Regions from separate parts of the Hordeum vulgare genome. Here region 1 is linked to region 2. A link is a contact called in public Hi-C data. All regions are on one chromosome and are shown on one strand. The core of a region is the stretch at or near the end of the contact, and the rest is flanking DNA. Distances in the headings are between cores, read along the strand shown.

Region 1 (6,836 bases), core at 2,887-5,386, 390 kb after region 2:
TTGGTGTGTTCTTGCCATTACAGCAGTTACATCAATTTGAGTTCTCCACGGTGATACATGGAAGTGAAAAGTTGAGAAACTTATTACTCTTGGGTGTTTTGGCCACCGTAGACCTTGTGCCTCTTGGGTTCTTCGACGCCCTAGACAGTTTGTGGTGCCATGGAGTTCAATAATTGTGGTTTAAAGCTCTGGACAAGCGTCGAGATACAGTGACCTTCCCCTAGGGTTGCCAATTATACGGGTTCGGTGACCGTCTCAAGGGCCCTTGGTGGAATGAAGACATGTTGCATTGTGCGAGGGAGTGAGGAGATTACAGTGGGATAGTGGCATTTTGAGGAGCATTGTGCGTCCACACCACTCCAAACGGATATTAGCGTCCGTAAGGATGTGAACTTTGGGATACATCGTCGTTTCTCTGTTCCTCGGTTTTCTCTTACTCGAGCCCTTTACTTATGCACTTTACCTTGTGATAGCCATATTGCTTCATATTATATATCTTGCTATCACATAGTTGTTTATCTTGCTTAGCATAAATTATTGGTGCATATAGGTGAGCCTAATTGTTGTAGGTTTTGTGCCTGACAAATTAAATGCTAGTTTTATTTCATTTTTGTTCAAGCCTAAATCATTATTATTATGAAGCGTCTATTCACCCCCCCCTTTAGGCGACATCCACGTCCTTTTAGAATGGCGTCCGGCCAACGATTTGGCCAGCAAGCGAGGCATTTGTCATGCTCGGACATTGATTTCATTTTGGCATGTCCGGAATGTTGAATTATGATTTGCTTTGCTCTGTTTCGTATTGTTGAATTCGGACAATTTGTATCGTATAGTCCACATGCATGGATTGCATGGATTTGAGGCTCCACATTTAAGATATGTTGACGTACGACAACCCATATAAGGGGCCCGCAGACATATAGGGGGCTAGATTTGTAAAGTTTGGGTGTAGATGCTCTAAAAGCATCTACAACCGGACTTAGCAAATATGAAACCCTAAATTTCATATGTCTTATCATCTTCGATTTGAGCCCAATTTGAAACCGTTCCCAGTTAGTGAACACGCGTGTTCGATTTGAGCCCAATTTGTTCTTCTGCGTAGCCACAATTTTCATCTTCTTCTTCATATATCTGGCCACTTGCATGCGATTGATGAAGATAAGAGAAAGAAAAAAATAATAAAGAAAGAAAGAGAAAAAAAATGGTTCGGCGTGGAGCTGCTTCCTACGTGACGGACTCACTCGACACGTTCGCGAACTCTAATTTTTTATATTTATCCTTAATATAAAAACTCGCAAACAATATAAACGTATAAAGATAATACAAGGATATAGAAGAGGTGGTTTAAGACTCCGGTTATATAGATGATATAAAGATGGCATCTTCTTCAACGGGTCGTATGTATCCATCACCTTTGTGTACTAGTGTCGCATGGAGAAATAGTACACTACTGCATTCCACTATGTTTAGGTGGCGGTGGTCAAACAGGTACTCCATCATTGGATCGATGGTGACCCTCGCGTAAGGGTATTAGTTATTCGTGTTCGTGCTTCCAGTGCAGACAAAACGCTGGGTTACTGTAATGGCTAGGTCGAAGCTATAGACTGGTAAGAGCATCTATAACCAAACTCTTCATATTGACCGGCGGTAACCACTACCCGGACCCCTCATATTGACCGGACGGAGGCGGTAGCCGAACTCCTTATATTGACCGGACGGACGCGGTAACCATTAACCGGACATGAGTGAAGAAAAAATTGATTCAACCGTATCCCTCTATCCGGACCCTTCATATTGACCGGACCGACGCGGTAGCCGGACTCCTCATATTGACCGGACGGATGCGGTAACCATTAACTGGACAGGAGTGAAGAAAAAATTGACTCAACCGTATCCCTCAAAGCTTTTATAAGTGTTCGGGCTGTCTCGCAGTTTTTATCAATGATGTGTGTTCGTCAAGGACCCATCACATAGCATTTTTTTAATTTTTTTTCTCTCTTCTTCTCCATCAATCACATACATATAACTTGACATATTTAACAAAACATGGCTGCATAAACGAAAAAAATAGAAAGTCAAAGGTGCTTAGTGAATTAAATTTATTCAGTCAGGCTATAGATGCTAACGGAAGACAAGTTCTCCGGCCGGCAGACGGCAGGGTCCGGCCGGCCGAAACGTCATCTTGATGTGGAAAAGGTCCACGCATCAACCATGCTTCTCTCTGCTGCTGTTCAGCGATATAGGGCGCACGCTAAATCCATCGTTGAGACGGCCAACTAATTGACTCAAAAAACTTCAGAACACAGCAAGACATTACAGTCCAACAATAAAGATTTCTCTGGGGGGAGGGGGGGGGTACCCATATTAGTGTGATTGTTTGCAAATATAAGATTTTATTTGGTAAATCTAGGTAAACATTTATTGCCTTATGAAAGAAATCAAAATTCTATTTGATAAGTCAATAAGAGGTGGTGCAAAATGGGTAGAAAATACTACCAAAGATGAAAAAAAAATCAAAATAAAAAGAGGGAGGGGGAATGTAAGGTTGAACGAAAGACAAGCGGACGACAGGATTTTACGGTCTTTTTAAGTGCAACAATTTTCTGCTTCACAAATACTTTCTTATCACCATTCAATAAAATCTTCACAAGCTACTCTATTAAGGAGTAATATGTTTTATAATTTACTGTTTTTAACATCGGGTGCTCATTTGACAAGTTTCCCAACATGTCATGATATCCACAATGTTCTCCCGATCTTTTGATGAGAGGTACTTCTCCAATATGGACAGAAATCGACCTTGACAGCCCGATTACACCAGACACTAGATGGTGCAAGGGTATTAGCGATGTTGAAGATATGGTCAGCCTAACCATAAAGGTCTAATACATGTGTGCAATTGAGAGCAAGCAATTAAGATTAACAATCTGAAAATTCCAAATTTGGAGAGGTTCTGACATCGGTTTGTTGACGGTCATTGAGCACACAGTCTAGCCCTATCAACAACAAAACACAAATACATAGGGGGAGAAACTAACAAACTAACATGATTAATGTGTTAGGTTGTACCGTGTTAAATGAGAAATTACCTTCTCAAATAGAAAAACCTAAGATGGTGTTTCTTTTCAAGGGACTAGACTTTTTTTTAGTCCCAGGGACTAAAGAAAAAAGTTCCTCCAGTAGAATCTTTTTCTAGTCTCTTACAAAAAGTCCTTCCTGTTTCTTTACCTAGGGACTAAATGAGATTTTTTTAGTCTAGTTTCTCTGAAACACCACCTAAGAAATCTGATCTTAAGACGTATTAATGAACATTAATGAGTATTCGTGAAATATTGTGTAGTAAATGGAGTAAATGAGTAAAAATATACTCCTCCGGATACTAGTCAATATTCCCCGCCCATCAAAATCCACATGTTCTGACATCCGTTTGTTGACGATCATTGAGCACATAGTCTAGCCCTATCAACAACAAGAGAGAGAGAGAGAGGGGAAGAGACTAACAAACTAACATGATTAGAGGGTGCTTGGATCCAAGGGGCTTATTTTAGTCTGATTAAAAATAGTCTCTTTTAAGAGGCTAAAGTTCAAGCACCCGTGACTAAAGAGGGGCTAAAACTAGTCTTGAGACTAAATTTTTGTAGTCAAGGATACCCCTACTAAAATGTGGATTAGTCCTCTATTTCCTTATTTAACTCCTCTCCTTTAAGAGAGGAGAGTTTTGGATTGAAGGGTTTGGAGGATAATAAATGCTCATTAACTTGATTTTAGTCTCTTTAGTATTTGGATCCAAGCATGGGTGAGGCTAGCAAATTTTAATCCCATTACTTTTAGTCATGGGACTAAAACGTATTCAAACATTCTCTTAACGTGTTAAATGAGAAATTACCTTCTTAAATCGGAAAACCTGAGGAATTTGATTTTAAGATATGTATTATATTAACGAACATTAATGAGTACTCGTAAAATATTGTGCAGTAATGGAGTAGATGAGTAAAAATATACTCCTCCGGAGTAGTCAATATTCCCCGCCCATCAAAATCCACCTTTCCTCCACGGCTGTAGCATTCCAAAAATGGGAGCATCCGTTCGTGCGAGTCAGATATTTCTTTAAAACGCTCTAGTAATCTGAATGGCGTCGGATCAGCTCCTCACAAGGAATCCATCATCTCATCGCATTTGATCAGTACTCGATGGTTAATGCCCGTATCTTAATAAGGCGGCAATTGAATTACTCCTTCATTACAGACAATCATGACGCGACGACAGCACGCTCCCGCCATTAATCAGCGAGCTGTCCTCCTCTCCCTATATATACAGCCCGCCCCGGGAGCTATGCGACGACGCAGCAGCAGCAGCAGCTAGCGCGCTAGAAACCAAAAACAAAGAGCAGCAATGGCCACGCCCTCCGCCGTCGGCTGCTTCCTCGGCCTCGCCTTCCTCCTGCTCTGCGGCGCCGTCCGTGGCGGCGGCGGCGCGCCCGACGCGGAGGCCGCGCGGCAGCAGGCGGCGGACCGCGTGGGGCGGCTGCCGGGGCAGCCGGCCGTGAAGTTCGCGCAGTACGCCGGGTACGTGACCGTGGACGAGGCGCACGGCCGCGCGCTCTTCTACTGGTTCTTCGAGGCCACCGCCGGCGCCGCCAAGAAGCCGCTCGTGCTCTGGCTCAACGGAGGTACGTACTTCTACTACGTAACCACCAGTCCACCATTAATAATTCCTCGCGACGGCATGCCCGTCGTGCGCGTTTAATACTGCTGCAAGTAGGAGCAGGAGTAGATGGGAAATCGGGGATGGGGATGGGCTCGGTTTGGGTCGCTTGAATTCTGTCGCCGCTGATAATTGATTGAGGCGGACGTTCCTTCTTCTTCCGCGTTCCGGATGAACACATTGATTTTGTGAGCGGGGAATCTTCCGAAAATTAAGAACGGGAGTGGGTGGTTAGTACGTATGCTGCGTTGTCCACAGTAGAGATGCATTGGCCGTACCCGTACGAGTGAACTGCGTTCGCATGCAATCGAGAACATGCTCTGAATATCAGTCCACGGTACGTGTATGAGTACTACTATCTGCGCTGTGCCCATTTAATAGCGACATTCTAAGCTTTTGAAAGGCTTTTTTTTAAGCTTAAAATAAAAATGCTTTTTTTTTAAGTCCAAAGGCGTGACATTTTAAGTGATCAGGGTGGTTGTTCGACAATGGAAATGTAGAGAGTGAAAGCTACATCCTGCCAAAACGTCTTATATTTAGAAACAGAGTTAGTACAAATTAACCACAAATACACAACTAGGCTTAATTGAATCGACGGTGTGAAAGGCTTGACCAATTTTGGCAAATCCTATTATGTGCATAGCAGTTATTGATGAATTAAACCGTATTGAGCTAATTTTGTAAGCTGCTCTGAATAGTATAAGTTATTTTAAAGATTTCACTGCGGACTACATACGGATGTATATAAACATATTTAGCGTGTAGATTAACTCATTTTCTATGTATATAGTTCGTAGTAAATTTTTAAAAAAACTTATATTTAGAAACAGAGATTGACTCTATAGTACTTCCTTTATAAAAAAATATATATGAGTGTTTAGATCACTATTTTTATGATCTAAATGCTTTTATTTACCGAGGGACTACAAGGTAACATACGACATGGTTGGCCATACCCTTTCTGTTTGACACGACGCAAATTTCAAACCATTTTTTTAGATCAAGCCGTATAGTAGCAAACACCAAAATATTTGAAATTAGATGATTTAGCCTAACGAGATTAATTACCATACGCTATATTAAGTGCCAAGCATGGTCATAATGATTCTAAATACACACGGTCATGATAATGTTGTAAGGGAAACACAGTCAAACTTCCTAAATTTTGGTCCTTGACACATACTGACATGATATGAATAGACACATGAAAATGATAGGTATTTTCCCTGAAGAAAATAAAAGAAAATAATATGGTAGGTTTTTATTATTCTCAAATCGTTAATTTGCCGTACTGTGAAATATAATGTACTAGCTATACTCCGTACTAAACTATCTACATAAACCTATCTTGTCCGAGCAAAGTTTGGAGCTTAGTTGATGGTTCATATAGATTAGGTCGTGCTTATCAACATGTTTTTTGAATTTTCTATCTTTATATACGATTAATTATATACAGTACCAAACTATTTACATAAGACGGCCATGCCTGGTCTATTTTGAAGTTTAGTAGATGCTCTGTAAACAAATGTAGAAATTAAGTGAGACGCCCCCCGTCATATCCTTTTCGATCCGAAGCTAGCCAATTCTACGGTCAAGCTGCAGCACAGAACAAGCCGACGAGGGCCACACGCTGTCCGGCCGATATAGTTGCTGTCCACAAGAGCAATGTGTTGTCATGCACGCTCCCTAGATACGTACTACCATGTGCTGCCGGTGGTGCGTGACCGGCGGGTGTGTATGATCTACGACGGCACAGTAGGTAGCTAGCTGCTGGTCCCGTGTGCACGTACGTTCCACAAGGACGGCCCGGGGCGGCACGCTAGCTACAGCTAGCCCTGGTCAACACGGACGGCAGCTTATCTCTGGCAGCAAATTAAGGAGGATCCATGCAGCCAATGGAGCTTGTATAACACGCGATATCGTGTGGGGCACTTGGCGTAATTCCCATCGGGATAGGTAATTAAACCTGAAATTTCAAATATGGTTTTAAGTTTAAAAAAAATATGAAAGAAATCATGCATGTTGAGCGTCGATTTTATCTGTGTTTGTTGGGTGGACGGACACTTATCGCCGGCCATTCCACTGTTTCTTCCTTGTCCGCACTCCGCACTGCACTTATAGGAAGCCGATGA
Region 2 (6,626 bases), core at 1,175-3,674:
CGGAAAATTGAACCGAATTCTGTTGCTGTACCACCACCTACCTCGGACACTCTTCTGGAGATGGCCGCTTCGAGGCACTTGGTCACCTTCTCTGCTTCGTCCTTCAGCAGCGTGCGCCCGTCCTTGCGACGAATGTACAGCTCCTGGACGCCGTAGATGCCCTCGGAGGTGACGGCGGCGTGGAAGACGACGTACTGCATGTCCGTCAGCGTGCAGACGATGTCGAACAGCAGCTTGGGCCGGTCCCTGCACCTCACGTTCACCACCGAGTAGTCCTTCTCCTCGCAGTGCTCCACGGTCACCGCCGCGCCGTCGTCGTCGGCAGGATGGCCCTGCGGCGCACCGTCGCCGCCCAAGTCCATGTCGGCGTGCATCAGCTGGTGCAGCCGGCGGTCCACGTGGGTGGAGCCGGCGGAGAAGTTGGTGTGCGCTCCGCGGCCGCCGCCGTCGCCGTCGTCGTCGTTTCCGCGGCCGTGCCCGCGGAGCACGTGCCTCAGTCGCTCCTCGATCCCGGCCAAACGGCACGCGTCTTCGATCGCCTGGCCCGAGGACACGTCGTTGACGTACACCACGCAGGCCACCCTCGTCCTGTGCGTCCAGACCTCGGCTGCCATGACGTTGCACTGGAGCTCCGCCAGGACGGCAAAGATCTCCGAGAGAAGGCCCGTCCTGTCGGCCCCCTTGAGCTCGATGGCGGTGTGGTCGCCGATCGAGTGCATCCCGACTGATCTCCCAGGCGAATTGCTGCCCTTGGTCGCGCCGGGTATGTTGCTGCCCGGTCCTAAGGCCTGTCAACAAGCAACAATTCAGCTCCCATTCAGTTTCAGAGTAATAATCTCAGCTTCTTTATGGAAAACTAATTATACTAACAGAGATTTCACCAAAGTAATCTAATGTCTCAAATTAAGAGTTAAAACGGATGGTTATTGGAAGTTGCAAACCTTCTCGATGTACTGAATGGTCTTCTCATCGGTCACCTTGTGCCCTTGCTTATCCAGCACATGGAACACTGCATCGTTTAGTCGCAATATACAGCTCAAATTGCAAGGCCGTGTAACAACTTAAGTTGGAGTGGTGATGCATAGCACAGGGCGCCTTACCGTCCATGAACCATCCGCCATCCGAGGTGATGTACGCTTTCAAGATGGTGAGGTCAAGATCGCTCAGGACCTGCACCACCTCCAGCAGAATGCCATTCTTGTTCATGCTGTCCACCTGAAACAGACAAATTAACTGATCATGAGGCAGATAGAGCTGCGTACGCAAATTTGGATTTTGAAATGAAATGATCCCCGGGAGTGAAATGTTCTCTGTCTGTCTCTTGCCTCTGAACAGGATGGCTTCAGATGATCCTTACCTTCACTAGGGTGCAGTCGCGGCATGTGTTGTTGTCGATGCAGACCCTGCAGAAGTTTCATCGTGTCAAGACTCAAGAGCAGAAATTAGCAGGATTTCTAGCATAGCAAGTGAAGGCATATGAACCGGACAATGAACAAAACCGATCAAATTCTGCAGCTTAATTAGAGACCGACCGAGGAGGGTTGATGCGCTGATTGAAGTTCTCATACTCCGGATCAAAGTAAGGCCGCATCTTTCCCCGTCAGTGAGTGGATCCTTCACCCTGCCACTGAGAATGAATTGGGAGCCAGCGTTATCAGTGTGATCCATGTATTGCGATCTCCAATCATGAGAGCAAAGACTTCGATCCAAATTAACAAAGGGGAAGAGCATAAAGCTGATGTAATCACTTTGGAGAAATGGAAACAGACTAACCTTTCAGTCGATTCTTCCGCCAGGGTAGCTTCAAAGTTGCTCCTTTCCCCAAATTTTCTTTTATATCTTGGATCGAAAGCGAAGCTGGTACCGGGCACCGCGGTATCCTGAAAAGTCATCGGATGTTTCGAATCAGTTACAGAAACAAGGATACCCACCTCATGAAACTAAAGGTACTTACTTAGATATCTCGAGTTTCTTATGAACTCAGAGACCGAGGCGAGGACGTAAAGAATTAGGAAAAAATAATCTTGGAATCTCAGAGCTGGTTCTTTCCTTTTCCAGGGAACAATAGTGTATGAAATCAACAACCACGACGGCTGGGCAATATTTCCTTGAGACCGTCATAGGGGCGTAGACTAAAGCAAACAAGCAAGATACTATTTCGCCTCATGGTGCCCCGAACAATTCAGCAGAACGGCGAGTGGCTGTGGAAATGGGTACTTTATGTGCTCGTCATGGCTTGAATGCTATGCAGAATCAGCAACCGCAGGCGAGCCACAGCCAAATTATTGCTGGAATCTGACTAGCTAGAGCTACACCGCTCCTCGCATTAGAATAAGCTGTGAGGAATCAAGAACACGTCAGGTTGACTAGATAGGGACCACGTCTTTCTTTCCCCACTCGCCAGGCAATTGGACAAAGCCTTCTTCTGTCTGCTGCTGTCGTGGCCACTCGCGGTTAATTATGGTGTTCTCACCCTTTTGCGAAAATTCAGTCCAATCAAACCCTGGTTTGATAAAATTTTAGAATATGATATTTTTTCTATTGCCGGGCCTGATGATGTGGCGTATAACAGCTTACTCGGTAGGGTCGACGGCAGAGGCAACAAGCGTTTAGTTACGCTGACGTGGATTTACTGTCAGGGTTTTCAACGATAATTGTTATACCCTACCGCCATCGACCTCAAGGGTATTGTTCGAACAATTATAATCCATGGATGGCGGTAGAGTATAAAAACCTACCGCTGTCGTGTCTGGCATTAGGCTCTTCATCCACGTGAGCAATTTCCTACGGCCGTTTATCTCTCTTGTCACCCTACCGCCATGGACCTTTGCGGTAGGTCGTTATACCCTACCGTCATATACCTCGGCGGTAGAAAAAGTGTTAGATCCTCATTTTTTTTAAACCGGGGTCAGATCTGGCTTAACTTTCGTAAACGAGTTAAAACACCAAAATTTACCGCAAGTAGCGAGAAATCTCGGTGCCTCCGCTCCGGCTAGTAGACATGTTAGGGTTTTAGCCCTCAAATCTCGATGCTTAGACGGATGACGACGCTTCTTATTCGAGCTGGTCTTTCGTGCTTCGATCCTTCTCAAGTTTGTTCAAGGACAGATTACAAGAAGCTACTGCGTTAGTTCATCTCTTCATGAGGATGACAATGTTAGCGTTTCGAGCTTTAGTGTGAGATTGATACAAGGACTCAACAATAATGACTACAATTCCATGGTGTTGCTCTCACGAGCGTGTGCATGAAGACTTTTCGACTGTCATCGGCAAGGTCAGACAGCTCCGGTATGGGAGCGGCGACATAGGGGTGCTCGCGGCTCGTTCTGACGGCGACATTAGTCGTTCTGCGGTTTAGGGACCTTGATATAATTTTTATTATGTTTGGCTTGTTTTGTACTTCTGTTGAACTATTATGATATATGTAACTCCTTTCCAATTTTTTGATTAAATAGGAAAAGCAAATTAACACCCTAGGAATAATACCCTAGCTATCAGTTGCCTATTAGTTCTTTGTGATCATGTGTATCTCATAAGTCATATTGGATTAATCAAATGATTAATTTGAATATTTTGTTTTTGTCATTTTGTTAAATGGTGAAAAACAAAACCCATCTTCCTTTCAATGTTCTAGTGTCAGACTCACACCAAATCTTTGACACATTCTTTTTCTGACATTTGAGACTTGTTCAGATTGTTTCCCATTTTTAGCATGGCACTAGCTACCGTCCGCAATGCAACCACCATTTATCCGATAAATGCAGATATTTTATAAATAAATGTCAAACTACCTTCGAGTAAGTTGAAATAATTTATGTGGTGTGGAGGTTATATATACGGGGTAGGCGTAAGTATGTAGATGACCCACCAAAGGCCCACGACCCAACCAAGATATGACCGAGAAGACCATGGGCCATGGGGAATCGTCATTAAACCATCAAGGATAAGAAGGGTGGTTCAGGACCGCACTAAGTCCATACGATCGGACACTGAGCCGCCCGATGGCCAAGGACTAGCAGTCAGCAAGGGAGACAAAGGGAGCAGCCGGCTAAACCATGAGTCAACGGCTACCGAGGATACTTCTCACCCATGATGTCTTAATGATGACAATTACCCAACGATGGTATAATATTGTTAAATACGCCAGTTACAACTAGTAAAGTAACAAATTAATACCGTGAAGCAGTCATCCAGGCCTGAGACCATTAACAACATTAATACTAGCACATTATGTACCCCTCCTAGCGTACTCTATATAAGCCGAGGGGAGCTTCGGGCTAAGGGTTGAGCATCCACACATTGTACCTTACGTCAAGAGCAAGAGCACCACATGAGTAGGGTATTACCTCCACCACAAAGGGCCCAAACTTGTATAATTTCTTGAACATACTCCCACTCACACCGTTCAATAGATACGATTGCCTCTACATTACTAACCCTAGTATTATCAGGGTTATGTCCACGACACTTGGAGCCCATCGTGGGGCAGGCATCTATCGACAATATAGTGTAGTTGGCTTCATCCTTGGTTCTGGCTGCAACAAGATAATATAAACCACAAATAAACTCCAACATTTCACATACCGTTACAAAAATATACAATCTTCCAACAATTCACATACCACATTATAAAAATATACGATCTTCCAACCATTCACAACCACCTGGACTTTAACAAAAGTAAAACATTAGATGATCAAGATGACAAGGGCTACTAAATGGGAGTCAAAGCCTTCTAGAGGGATGCATGTTGTGCCCTGATCTTGTCATCCTCCCCAATCTTCGATGCATCCCGTGCATGAGACACAAGGTGCTCAAAGAGTCCATCCTTGGGCTTTGGCTTAGTGGTACAATAAGGGCACCAAAACTTCTTTTCTCTTGTAGCAGGCAATCATTCACAAGTTCTTCTGTACTTCATTCGATACGAAGAAGTCGATGTTCCCGTCGTCCACATCATCTCCAGAGTTATATTGCACATAAAAATGGGTTGCATTCATATAGTAAAATAAATATACACAAAAGTCACATTCATCATGCAGTAAAAAAACAAAATTTCAAGTAGGCTTTACCTCGGACGTTGTCGGCAACATAGTCAGGATCATAGCGGTCCTTGAACTCAGGCATGCCCAACTTCCTCTTGTTGCCCACATGGTCCTCCTCCCGCAGTATAAAAGTACATCCATTATTATTAATTACAGAAAACGAACAAAAAATTCAAATATACACGAAATTCATATTGAACATATTATCCATAATATTAACCCATTTTCATTTTGCATAGGCATGTGCACAGATTTCATAACAAAGCTAATAAAACTATATATGGTGGAGAACTTTATAATTAGAGGAAACTTACAGAGAATAAAAATTTAAATCTACCTAAACATTTTGATTTTGGATAATGAAGCAAAGCTCCAAATATGCTGAAGAAGTGTAGTGGAAATAAATTGATAGGTATGTATAAATTAGGGAACCTATAAATTAATGCATTCCTTTTCTATAACAACCAAATCTACACAAGATCAATGCTCGAATTTTTGATAAAGTAAAGCATGATATAGAAATATGTGCCAAACATGAGTGTAAATGGATATGGAGTGCCAAATCTAGCCATGTGAACTAATGAAATCAATTGTAACAATCCAATTCCAAATATTTCTAACTGATTGATTATATAGTTGCTGAGGGGATATCAATTGGCGTAGCAAGCACAAATCTAATATGAAAAACCCTCAAACCAACTAATCTAACCAACCATACTAACGCAGGAATCATAAACTAACTAACTAACCCTATATTCTTAAATTTAACACTAATTACGAAAGAGAAATGAGAAGAACTACCTCATCGACCACTTGCTTGTCATCGGCCTGCGCACCTGCACGCACTCCACCGCTCGACACCTTCACCTTCACTCCTGCATGGTCGAGTCGGAGCCTGTCACCTCCTTCTCCACCACAACTGCCGCAGACACAACAGATCTAGCGACTGCGGTTGTAGCATCTCCCGCATTGCCGTGGACGTGGGCATCTGGCGCGGTCCTCACGACCTCATTCAACACATCTCCGGCCGAAGTGGCCGCAGCGCCACGACCGTCCTCCATTGAAGCCGGAAATAAGCGGTCGAACGGAGGGAATTGCGGTGGGGGTGAGGGTTTTGCTGCGGCGAGGGAGGCGATTTGGTGGGGAGGGGATGATGGGGGCGATGCGTCCGATGGTGGTTCCCCTCCCCTTATACGATGGGACATTTCTGGACGTTTTCTATCAACACGTGCATGCCCATGATCCCGGTATGGTGCATGCGAAAGCGAAACGTCCACGTACAAATACCAGTACACGGTCAACCCACGTCTAGGGCTCTACACACGAGTAAATTGACTAGCCCACATCCCACTTGTCATAAGTTGTAACGGTTAGGCCCACATGTTATACGCAACCCACATGTCTCTCCGGCCCCATGCGGAGGAGGTAACAGTCAACTGCATTGACCCGATTGTAATACTCTGTTTGACCTTTTATGAGAGTGAGGCGAGTTGGGGAGGAAAAAAATAAGAAAATTTAGACTTATTGGACAAAACTAAGCACAACTAAGCATGTGAGGGCACATAAATAGAAAACCCTAGAAAA

Evidence for each region. Hi-C and Micro-C count contacts between places; a contact is called where the count stands out from the background.
Region 1: a Hi-C map of leaf shows a contact between it and region 2, with 4 times the contacts expected there. The contact joins the promoter of LOC123403221 here to the promoter of LOC123403818 in region 2. A contact is called at or near these places in 2 of 6 Hi-C or Micro-C datasets (leaf and seedling).

Annotation. Positions count from the first base shown.
Region 1 is chr6H:386,168,972-386,175,807 of MorexV3_pseudomolecules_assembly, forward strand. It overlaps LOC123403221 (serine carboxypeptidase-like 34), which reads left to right and starts at 4,137. Exons shown (of 8, transcript XM_045097170.1): 1 at 4,137-4,669. The coding sequence starts at 4,393.
Region 2 is chr6H:385,785,366-385,791,991 of MorexV3_pseudomolecules_assembly, forward strand. It overlaps LOC123403818 (ACT domain-containing protein ACR3), which reads right to left and starts at 2,425. Exons shown (of 8, transcript XM_045097735.1): 1 at 1,955-2,425; 2 at 1,774-1,880; 3 at 1,533-1,627; 4 at 1,358-1,403; 5 at 1,101-1,215; 6 at 942-1,009; 7 at 42-788. The coding sequence starts at 1,591.